Regions from separate parts of the Mus musculus genome. Here all the other regions are linked to region 2. The links are chromatin contacts, called in public HiCAR-type and promoter capture Hi-C maps. All regions are on one chromosome and are shown on one strand. The core of a region is the stretch at or near the end of the contact, and the rest is flanking DNA. Distances in the headings are between cores, read along the strand shown. Region 1 holds the start of Uckl1 (uridine-cytidine kinase 1-like 1). Region 2 holds the start of Lama5 (laminin, alpha 5). Region 3 holds the start of Rtel1 (regulator of telomere elongation helicase 1).

Region 1 (3,523 bases), core at 704-3,203, 1.4 Mb before region 2:
TGTGGAAGGCCTCTTTTTCCCTTTTATTTTATCTGCCCTTGGGATCTAGTGGCAGTCAGTCATTTGATATAGAAATGGAAGGATAGTGAAAGATGGGGTCTCAGCCAGTGTAGCAACTCTAGGCTGGGCCTCACCCCTTTCTTTAAGGGGCCCTGAGGCTAACAGGGTCTGCAGGTTGGACAAGGCCAGGAAGAGACATCTGGCCTCCTTCCTGGTTCTACCTTCTAACCCTATCCCCATCTCCCAACCCTGCTGTGAGCCACACCAGGAGAAGGCTGGAGGGGGTTGGAACGAGCTTTTTATAGTGTTGGTAGGGGTGGACTGAGGTCTCTGCTTCTGATCCTGGATGATGTGAATTTTGATATTTGCCTCTGTGTGTCTCCTGGATGTTGTTGATGCCAGTCTTGTTGCTGTGACAAGTAGCAACCTTTTTTTTTTCTTTTTTTTTTTTTTAATTCTGGGTTTTTTTTATACAAAACTCAACAATCTTAATGTCATGGTGCTAAGGGTTTCCTGGTGCCGAAGGTATTGCTGTGGTACTGACTAGCACCTGCCCCCAGCCTCAGCAGGGAGCGTTTCCAAGAAGGCCAGCTCCAGGGAGATTTGGGGTGAGGTCCTTGTACACATGTATTTAGAAAGGCTCTGACTCTGGGCAAGGTAACCATGGCCTGGTGTGTTGTAGGTGTTGAATGGACTCTCCAATTCCTACACACTTTGATGTGGTCAGAGGTGGCTACAGAGGTGGGTATGATCCAGTGTCAAAGGGTAGGCTGGGGCTTTGGAGTGGTTGTGTGCAACTGTGGAAGGGAAGGGGGCCAAAGTGCACTTTTCACAACACCTCTGTGGGGTGTGACCATCCACCCTAGCCTCTCAGGTACTTGGCACTTGTAGGGAGAAGTAGGACCTGGGTTTGCTGGGGGCTGAGTTTTCCAGGACGAACCAGAAAGCCCATATACAGCCTTGCTATGGGACTGTTCTGGGTAACTTGATGTTAGCACTTTAACTCAGTCTTTGAGGTCAGTTTTGGGGCAGCTGTCAAAAGCTGCAGTTGGATAGGTACCAGCCTGTGGTGACTGGTAAGTAGTGGCAAACTAGACTGTAAAGCTCTTCCATGGTGGCAGGGCTCATCGGTCTGCCCACCTCCCTACTATGGCCCAAAGGTAACCACCAGCCTACACAGATCCTCAGTAAGAGGGACCATCATGGCAGAGCTACAGAAGGTGGGTGGGCATAGACTTAGAGGGCCAAACCAACCCTGGGTCCTTGGCAAAATGCAAAAGTCAGGGTCTCTACAGATCTACCTCTGGCTCAGCGCTTGCCCTGCCCTAAAAAAACAGAAGTGCCAAGGGCAGACATTTCATGCAGAACCAGGGTGCACTTTATGTTCCTGCACAGGCAGATGATGGTGCCTCCTGGAGGCTTTGGGATCTTCCTGTCCCTATGGTGGTTCTGAAGGGAGAGCTGTTCCCCTGTTGGGTGAAACCCAGGTCCCTTGCCCTGGAGACCTGGTTTCCCAGGTCACCCCACATACCTGACTGCAGCGCCTCCTAAACTTTGGGTTCCTTGGTTTGGTTATAATGCAGTTCTCATTACACAAGTGCATTTCTGGCTATCACTTGTAACCATAGATATACATGCATATATATTCTATCTACAAAGTGTTTTATTTGCAAGATGTTTTGAGGTGAGCTTTGGTCCTGCCCGCCTTGTGGTCATCTGTCCTCATCCTCATCCCCTGGCCCGGAGTGGTGCGGTGGTGGGCCATCAACTATGTATTAAAGTCACTGTATCAAATAAATGTTTATTGATTTTTTTTTTCCAGGGATTTTGTGTGGCTGAGTTTGTGTTGAGGCAAAGGTCATTCTCGGGGCTTGCCGCACGGCCTTGTGGGGATTGTAGTCCGCAGCGTGCCTGCCTCCCGGTGCGCCTCCCCGGCCTCCGCCAGGTTCGGGACGCCATGGCTGCGCCGCCGGCCTCAATGAGCGCCGCCCCTTCGCCCCTGCAGTCTGCTGTGGCCCCAGACGTGCCTGGCCGCCAGGCCGAGCAGAATGAAACGGCGTGCGAGGACCGGTAGGCGCGGGCCTGAATAAGGCAGGGGCCGCGCTTGTCTCTTGGGAGGGGTCGGAGCACGGCTTGCATCTCTTCCTAGAGCCGGGACGGCTCCCGGCATCTCCATAGATGGGCAGCTTGATCTCTACAGCCTTGTGGATCCTGGACAGGTTTCGGCGGCTCTCCAGCGCCCTGGGGCCTCCTGGGCTATGTGTCAGCCACCCCCTGCCAGGGAGAGGGAGGTGGCAGACGACCTGGAGGGCCCCAGCGGACGGAAGGCGGAACTGGCCCAAGCTCCAGCTTTTGGAGGCACTGAGAATGGAAACCTGTTTGACATCTTTAGCGTGGGTCTCTGTTCCTAGTGGGTGCGCACTTGGCTCTGGGCCCCCAGCTGGGCGGTAGGCGTGTTCGACCTTCTGAGTTCGTCGAAATTGAGCGCAAAGTTGCACCTGGCGGCCAGTGGTGCTTGTGAATGTAAGATGGGGTGGTGATTGCCACCTGTCCGAGAGTTTGGGGGCCTTTGAGACTTTCGAGGCTTTCAGGAGAATGGAAGGGGAGATAAGGGTCCTTGTAGGAAGTAGGAGACTTAAGGGTCCTTGTCTTCACTCGGCCTGATCATCACTTGTAGCAACTCTAGGTCGTGGCCGCCAGGGGGCAGTGACCATGCTTGGAAACTGCTCGTGACACCTCTTCCGGTCTGTATGAGTCAGTTGAAGGCCAAATGTCTTCCGGCTTTGCATGCCACAGTGCACCGCCTGAGAAGCTGTAACCCCGGACGCCTTTAGAAAGTGAGGTGCTGGCAGTGGATGAGGTGAATCCCAGCTAGTTCACACACTCCAGGCATTCTGACCAGGAGTCAGACTTTGTGAGGCCGTGGCCAAATTCCTCCTCCGAAGGTTCCTGGGGATACACCTTGAGAAGATACAAACTGCCCTGGTGCCTCAGGCACTGGCAGCAGTAGGGGAGGGAGTCGCTGGTAGACTAAAGCCCAGCTTGAGGTTTCTCCTATTGCCTTTCCCAGCACCTGGCTCCCTATCTGCCTGCCCCTGAGGCCTTTTCCTTGGAGTTGTCTGACCTTAGCCAGCACCGCCATTGGCTTTCATGTCGATATGCAAAGTGGAGATGGATTTGGGATTAGAGAGTGGAGAGAAGTTAATAGGTACTCACCCAGAGCCTTGGGGGGGGGGGGGGGAGGCAGGTTGGCAAGTGAGGCCATGAAAGCCTTTAATCCCCCAGTCCTATGTCTACCTTGTAAAAATGGCTTTGATGACTCTGAACCGCCTTCTGCCTCTTGCAGGAATTCCACAGTAGCACCGGGATGGGTTGCTTGACTAGATTTAACCATAGCAGAGGGATCTTGAGACCTTTCTTTGGTGGTCCAAGTGATGAGCCTTCCTCTCTTCAGTCTCTGCTGTAGGCCTTTCATTCTGGTTTCTAAGATATGGGGGATGCAAATTACAGGGCAGCTCTAACT
Region 2 (3,383 bases), core at 280-2,779:
TTGCCCTCCCCCAGGTGGAAAACTAATAGTGAGGTTATAGAGGAATTCCGGGGAGGGAAAGTGGAAGCATCCAGGGAGGGCAGCTTGTCTTGACCTCGCATTTTCAACGGAGACTGGGGTCCTCCCAGCCCCTTGGGGTTTAAGATTTGTAGGAGGCTGGGGGGTTAGTCAGGAGGGCAGGAGGATGGTGCAAATTTTCCAGACAATTACGGGTCAGAACTGGGCCAGGACATGATGGCAGTGTTTCAGGAACTCACTGGGACCCTTGGGATTATCCAGAAGGACCAGCAAGAATGGGAGTCCTACCCAAAAACGTGAGATGGTGGCCTGGCTAGGAGATAAGGGGAGCTGCTAGCCCTGCTGCTGAGTTCGACCTCTACACCCCTGGGGGCTTTCCTGTTTGGTCCTAGAATCCAAGGGAAGGGAATCCAGTGGCTGTGGCTGAAGCAGACATGAGGTACACAAGCATCTTAGCTAAGCCTCTAGGACGTTCAATGTTTGCAACTCAGCCAGGCAGATCAACTGGAGCCCACTGTACCCCAGAAACACAGGAGCTAGAGGCACGGCTTGCTTAAAAGATGTCTAAGCCGGGCGGCGGTGGCCAGCGCCTTTAATCCCAGCACTTGGGAGGCAGAGGCAGGTGGATTTCTGAGTTCGAGGCCAGCCTGGTCTACAAAGTGAGTTCCAGGACAGCCAGGGCTATACAGTACAGAGAAACCCTGTCTCGAAAAAACAAAAACAAAAAACAAACAAACAAACAAAAAAACAGAAAGAAAGAAAGAAAGAAAGAAAGAAAGAAAGAAAGATGTCTAAGCAAAGTCTTAGCTTCCCAAGGAGCCTATGGAGTGGCACCTATAGGCCAATGAGCATCCTTGGATATGCTCCATGGGTGGGCGCCTGTCATTTCTTTGCTCTTGTATTGATCCCCTATTGCAGAGGAGTTTAAAACCCAAAGGGGTAGACAGGGCTAAATCCGACCTAACAATGGAGGAAGTAGGGGGTCTCCTCCTGTCTGGTCTTCTCCACCCCCCCCCCCCCCACCATTTGCAGATCACATCTCCTCTGGGTCCCCATCCACAGCTACACACAGTTTATTCAAATACCAACAGGGAAGGAAGAGAGTAACAGGCTAGGGCAACGGGGAGGCGCCAGGTGGCTGAGACCTGTTTGAAGTTAGGGAAACAAAAACAGGAGCCGCTGGGCGGGTAGAGGCAGGCCCGGCATGCTGGGGTCCTGAACATCCACGGAAAAAGCAAGGGGTCTCAGTGGGGATCGAAGCCACCACCTGGGAGAGAGGAAAGGCTCAGTAGCGCCAAGTTCCCGCGGCCTGGCGGGCGGCCAGCAGGTGCCCCTTCCAGGACGCTGGTCTGGCCGGGGTCGGAAGGGTTAAGGTCCCCAGGCCGCCCCCTCTCTTATGCCCTCCCCCAACCCCCTCTCCAGGGCATAAGGCTCGGGCGCCAGGCGGGCCTGGGCGGGGCCTGACGTCCTCGGACAGGCGGGGCCAGCGGGACCGGCCGCCCCAAACTAGACTTGCCGGGCTCCTGCGGTGCGCGCTGTCCCTAGAGCCGCAGCCCCCAGCAGGAAAATGGCGAAGCGCGGAGGGCAGCTCTGCGCGGGGAGCGCACCGGGCGCTCTTGGCCCCCGGAGCCCCGCGCCACGGCCGCTGCTACTGCTGCTGGCTGGACTGGCGCTGGTAGGCGAGGCGCGCACTCCCGGGGGCGATGGCTTCAGCCTGCACCCGCCCTACTTCAACCTGGCGGAGGGCGCTCGCATCACCGCGTCCGCGACCTGCGGCGAGGAGGCCCCGACGCGCAGTGTCTCACGCCCCACCGAGGACCTCTACTGCAAGCTGGTTGGGGGTCCGGTGGCTGGCGGAGATCCCAATCAGACAATCCAGGTGAGCGCGGCACGGAGGAGCTGGTTACACCATCCTGTGGTGGTCCACCTCTAGCGCCGGAACCCAGACATCTCGTAGGGGCTCCCAGTGCTGGGGAGAGTAAGTACGGACTGACTCTCCCACCAAGACTCCCTGGCCCCATGTTTTGATGGACTAAGGGGGACCCTGATGCGGCTACCGAAACTCGTGCAGACACGGCACGTGCCTCTGGAAGAGCCAATGAAGTGTCCGACTCGCGGACCAAGGGCCCCTGGGGCTGGTGAAGCTCGGGGGTGGGGGTGGGGGGGTGACCTAGGCAGGAGGGGACCGGTGATCAGTCCTCGGCAGCCGTAAGTCCGGGATCCCTGCGTGGGCGGAACTTGGCCAGGGTGCCCGCTGACTGTGAGGAGGGGGCGGGAGCTCCTTGTTACCCCGGGACAGGCAGGAACCTGTTGGCCTCCCGGATAGGGACGGAATGAGCGCGGAAGCCGCACCATCGCCGGTTTCTCCTGGTGTTGGGTCTCACTGTCTCAGCCAAAAGTTGAAGAAGCTTCTTTGCTTGGGATCTGGGAACTTCAGAAGGAGGTGGAGAGCGCTAACACCTGTGGGCCATCGTGGAGGAGCCCCCTGCCCAGCAGGTGGTAGGCTCTGGGGCTTTAGTCTCCCGGGAGATGTGGATTCTGTACCTAAGGACTCTCCTGAGCCCTGCCTTTCAGGCTGAGCCTGCAGGTGGGCCACGTTGTCCCCCCCCCCCCCCCCGCAGGACTCCTGCCTCACGTTAGGGACCTAAGGAGTTGGGAGCCATTAGGGCCTGGTAACTTTAGCTACCTTCTCTAGGGACCTGCTTCCACGTTCCTGGAAGGAGGCTGGCGAGGGAAAGAATAGCTGAAAAAACGGATTCGTCGGGGTGGAGAAAGGGGAGCGGTGAAGGAATTCAGTTCTGTTTTCTGGTTTACCTGGCCACCACCCTCCTTGCCTGCCCACCCCGCCTGTTCTCGGGCCTCCAAGTGGGGAGGGGGAGTTGAGAAGGGCCGGGCTCCCTGCGCTCTGGTTCCCTTGCAGTCTCAGAGTAAGAGCAGGTGTGGGCCATCAGAGACAGGGAAACTGAGGCCTGGGAAGGTATAAACACTTGTTTTTGAAGCTTTACAAGTCAGAGCAGGATCCGTCTGAGGCGAGCGTTCAGAAGTGAGGTGCCATCAAACGGTGGTGGCGCAGGCCTTTAATCCCAGCACCTAGGCAGGAGGGGACCGGTGGCAGAGGCAGGTGGATTTCTGGGTTCGAGGCCAGCCTGGTCTACAGAGTGAGTTCCAGGACAGCCAGGGCTACACAGAGAAACTCTGTCTCGAAAAAACAAAAAACAAACAAACAAAAAAAACAGAAGTGAGGTGTCTCTTGGCCAGCGTTGCTCAGTATATGGCTTCAGGGAGCTGAGTCTCAGGAGGGGGCCCTGTAGGGATCTGTCCTGACCCAGAGGGACTGCCTGGGATCCCAGGGCCTTTATCTCTGC
Region 3 (3,518 bases), core at 212-2,711, 1.1 Mb before region 2:
CTCCAACCAAAGAATGCAGACAAACCCAGTCTGGAATGGATGAGGGTAGGGCTACAGTAGGGGTTTGCTGAAGGTATGCCCTCATTGCCCCCTCTCTAAATTACTGTCTTGAGCTTTGTAGCTTTACCTTCTGGAGACATTCTAGCACCTTGGTCATATATTCCTGTTGGCATGGGTAGGGCTGGAAAGGAAAATCCACTGTCACACCATTCAGGACTACCCTGGGCATATCAGCCTATACTGAGGAAGACACGGTGGTAGGCCAAGATGCAGGCTGTCTGGGTCTGTGAGACAAACCCCTCTGATCATCTCAGTGTTTCAGCCACTCCAGGTAAGTGTTGGCAGCATGTGGCATCAGGTTTCCCTCTGTAAGAATTCCCTACAACACAGATAAGAAGAAATCAGCCTTTGTAGCCACAGACCATTACACCAATCATTTTAGGAAGCTGTCCTTGTAGGGTCAGAAAATCTGTTATTTCCCTATCAAAAGGTGCTTAGAGCCTATCATGGTGGCACACGCCTTTAATCTCAGCTCTCAGGAGGCAGAGGCAGGGGTATCTCTTAAGTTCGAAGCCAGCATGTCCAGGGAGTTCCAGGACAGCCAGGGCTATGTAGACCCTGTCTCAAAAAATAAAAAGGAGCTTAGAGATCTAAAGATGATCCCCTGGCTCACCCAATTCCATCCTAGACTGAAAAGCAAAGCAAAGCAAAAACCCAATGTAGTTATCAAAACAAGCACATTTTCAGCACTCTACCTGCAACTCTTCAAAAAGTCTGTGACTAAGAACCTAGGAGCATCCCCTTGTGGCCTGGACCTGAACACAAAAGCGTGGAATGTCTCCAACCTTTGATGCTCTTAAGATTGGGGTCATGCATCATTCGGTCCAGGTGTGCACCCGAATGCAAATAAAGTAGTAAAACAGGCAGGGCGTGGTGCTCCAGCCTTAGTTCCCAGCACTCAGGAGGAAAAAACAGATGGATCTCTGAGTTCGAGACCAGCATGGTCTGCAGAGCGAGTTCCAGGACAGCCAGGAATACACAGTGACATCCTGACACGCAAAACCAAAACCAACCAAACAAAGGTAGCAAAACAGAATCATGATCTGTTCAGCCCTCCGCAAGTCACTAAACTTCTCCAGACCTCCAAGTCTACTGACAGGCGAAAATCTATCCGCCGTCTTGGAACTAGCCCAGGGAGGCGCCTCTAGCTAGACACTGGCAGCAAGAGCCCGGGACCCAGAATGCACCGCGGCACTTCAGAACTAGCGAGTGCGTGATCTATGACCTCTATCCACTCAGATAAAACTGTCAAGCGACTCCCAGCTCACTTGTCTCGGTAGGGCTGCCTTTCAAAGTCCGGTATCAAACAACTGTAAAGACACGGATCCCGCGTGCTCCGCAGTCCGCTGATTGGAACTTCGCGGGCAGATCCGTGTAGCCACGCCTAAATGCTACACTTCCGTTTCCTCCCTTCCGGTCCGCTACTTTGCACCCGGGCGGAAACCGGGTTCCGCGACTTCTGAGTCAGCAGGTTCCCTCGCCTCTGGACGCCAGGGGGCTGGGGGCTGGGGGGTGGGGCTTCGTGCAGTGGACCTGGCCTCATCTCTGTATTCTATCCAAAGCACTTAATATCGTCTAGAGTCTCGCTTGTCTCCCACTCTTTTTGCTTGTTTGTTTCGAAACAGGTTTTCTCTCTGTAGCCTTGATTGCCCTAGAGCTCACTCTGTAGACCAGGTTGACCTGCCTCTTCCAAGTGCTGGGATGAAAGGCGTGCACGCCCGGACACTCATCCCCACTTTTGCATTATAAGCTCCATCTTCTGGAATCTACTAGTTCATTTGGCCAGGCCACTTACATTGTCCGCACAACTAAACAAATCTAAAGCTTTCTTGTGGTTACTGACCTCAAGTCACAAAAGGCATCTTTTCACAGCTGGAGTATATAAAATCCAAATGGCTGCATCTTACCTAGACCCCCACCCCACATTAAGAGTTCTCACTGCCTCCTCTCTCACCCAGGGTCCAGCTTATTTTCCAATCAGTGTCTGCTAGCTGTCAGGTGAGTTCCTCTAAATCTCTAGCACCTAGCACTAGCTGACAGTCAACAAGGAGCTCCAGGGAAGAGAGAGCTGCAAAGTCCTTCAGGGCGGTGCTGACATCAGAGGTGTTTGTTTATTTCAGGCAATCCCAATAGGTATTAGAAAGAAATTGACATTTCAGTGGCTGGCTCTCCACTACTAATAGATACTTGTTTCAGAGCTTCTCTTTAATACCCAGGTAGTTTCCCACAGAAATGCCCATACTTGTGCATGTGAGATCATACTTACAGAACACCCTGACAAACCTATAGATTTCCTTCAGACCCTCATCTCTTATTGGGAATTTGAAGATGAAGGAGGCCACACACACTGGGATGGCACCAATTCCAGGCAAAACTTTCTGGGCTACTAGTGAAGCTGAGACATGAGCTGATTCATCTGCTGCTTGGGTTCACATCAAGACAAGTCTAGTTCACAGCACATAGGTAGTTGCTTTGAGGCAGCATGCCCAGCTTATAATGAAACTATCCTGGAAGGAATGAATATATTCTAAGAGATGCATATGATCTTCCTTTTGACTATCAGGCCATTTAAACAATGGACCCCCCAGAAATTGGAATTCCCCAGGAAAGGAAGGAAAAGAGTGAGGGGTACCAGACAGAGAAGGGACTCTTCTTAGGGAAGAAGATTTTATGCAGTTATGACAACTTGTCAGACCACTGTGGCAAAGAGACTGAAGCTAGAGATGATGGTTAGGACCCAAGGCTGCATAGTAATGTACACATCATCCAAATAAACCTAAGGATCAGAGCTGTAAGGATCATTTGGGAGATAATTGGACTTCACTGTTCCTCTGCCCAGTGTTGCCATATTGAAAAAAAAAAATCCTAGCTGGGCGGTGGTGGCACACGCCTTTGATCCCAGCACTTGGGAGGCAGAGGCAGGAGAATATCTGAGTTGGAGGCCAGCCTGGTCTACAAAGTGAGTTCCAGGACAGCCAGGACTATACAGAGAAACCCTGTCTCGAAAAAAACCAAAACAAAACAAAAAAATCCTTTTCTATTTTCACTATTACATTGTCTACTTTTTTTTTCCTCTGTGAATAAAACACTATCTCAATTATAGGGTAGATGTAAACCAACCACACATAAGATTGTGATAAGTATAAAGAAGAGAAATTATATTAAAGGGTTCCCCTGACTAGAGGCCAGGAAAGACTTCCATGAAGACTGTTGTGGGAATATTTTGGGAAAAGCTATGTTGCGCTTAGCTATAGGACTTAGTCATAGCAAATCTTCTAGAAAGTAAGGAACTAAAACAGGCTAATAAGAACTGAGTAAAGAGACATTAATCTAAGGACTCCCGCTATGTTCAAGAGTATATTAATGGCCGGGCGTGGTGGCATACGCCTTTAATCCCAGCACTCAGGAGGTAGAGGCAGGTGGATTTCTGAGTTCGAGGCCAGCCTGGTCTACAAAGT

The links. Promoter capture Hi-C pulls out the DNA fragments that hold promoters and counts their contacts. HiCAR-type assays count read pairs that join an accessible place to other places.
Region 1: a contact with region 2 is called in a HiCAR-type map of astrocytes, with 3 times the contacts expected there. The contact joins the promoter of Uckl1 here to the promoter of Lama5 in region 2. A contact is called at or near these places in 2 of 115 datasets of contacts at active chromatin or transcription factors (astrocytes and embryonic stem cells).
Region 3: a promoter capture Hi-C map of second pharyngeal arch cranial neural crest shows a contact between it and region 2. The contact joins the promoter of Rtel1 here to the promoter of Lama5 in region 2. A contact is called at or near these places in 3 of 39 promoter capture datasets (cranial neural crest, liver and second pharyngeal arch cranial neural crest).

The regions. Positions count from the first base shown.
Region 1 is chr2:181,580,403-181,583,925 of GRCm38.p6, reverse strand. It overlaps Uckl1 (uridine-cytidine kinase 1-like 1), which reads left to right and starts at 1,953. Exons shown (of 15, transcript NM_026765.3): 1 at 1,953-2,070. The coding sequence starts at 1,958. Zfp512b (zinc finger protein 512B) reads left to right here. Exons shown (of 17, transcript NM_001164597.1): 17 at 1-1,823. Uckl1os (uridine-cytidine kinase 1-like 1, opposite strand) reads right to left here. Exons shown (of 3, transcript NR_027289.1): 2 at 3,298-3,483.
Region 2 is chr2:180,224,005-180,227,387 of GRCm38.p6, reverse strand. It overlaps Lama5 (laminin, alpha 5), which reads left to right and starts at 1,529. Exons shown (of 79, transcript NM_001081171.2): 1 at 1,529-1,897. The coding sequence starts at 1,586. It overlaps Gm52542 (a long non-coding RNA gene), which reads right to left and starts at 2,769. Exons shown (of 2, transcript XR_003953984.1): 1 at 2,705-2,769; 2 at 1,074-2,449.
Region 3 is chr2:181,317,667-181,321,184 of GRCm38.p6, reverse strand. Rtel1 (regulator of telomere elongation helicase 1) reads right to left here and starts at 1,461. Exons shown (of 34, transcript NM_001001882.3): 1 at 1,329-1,461; 2 at 128-379. The coding sequence starts at 229.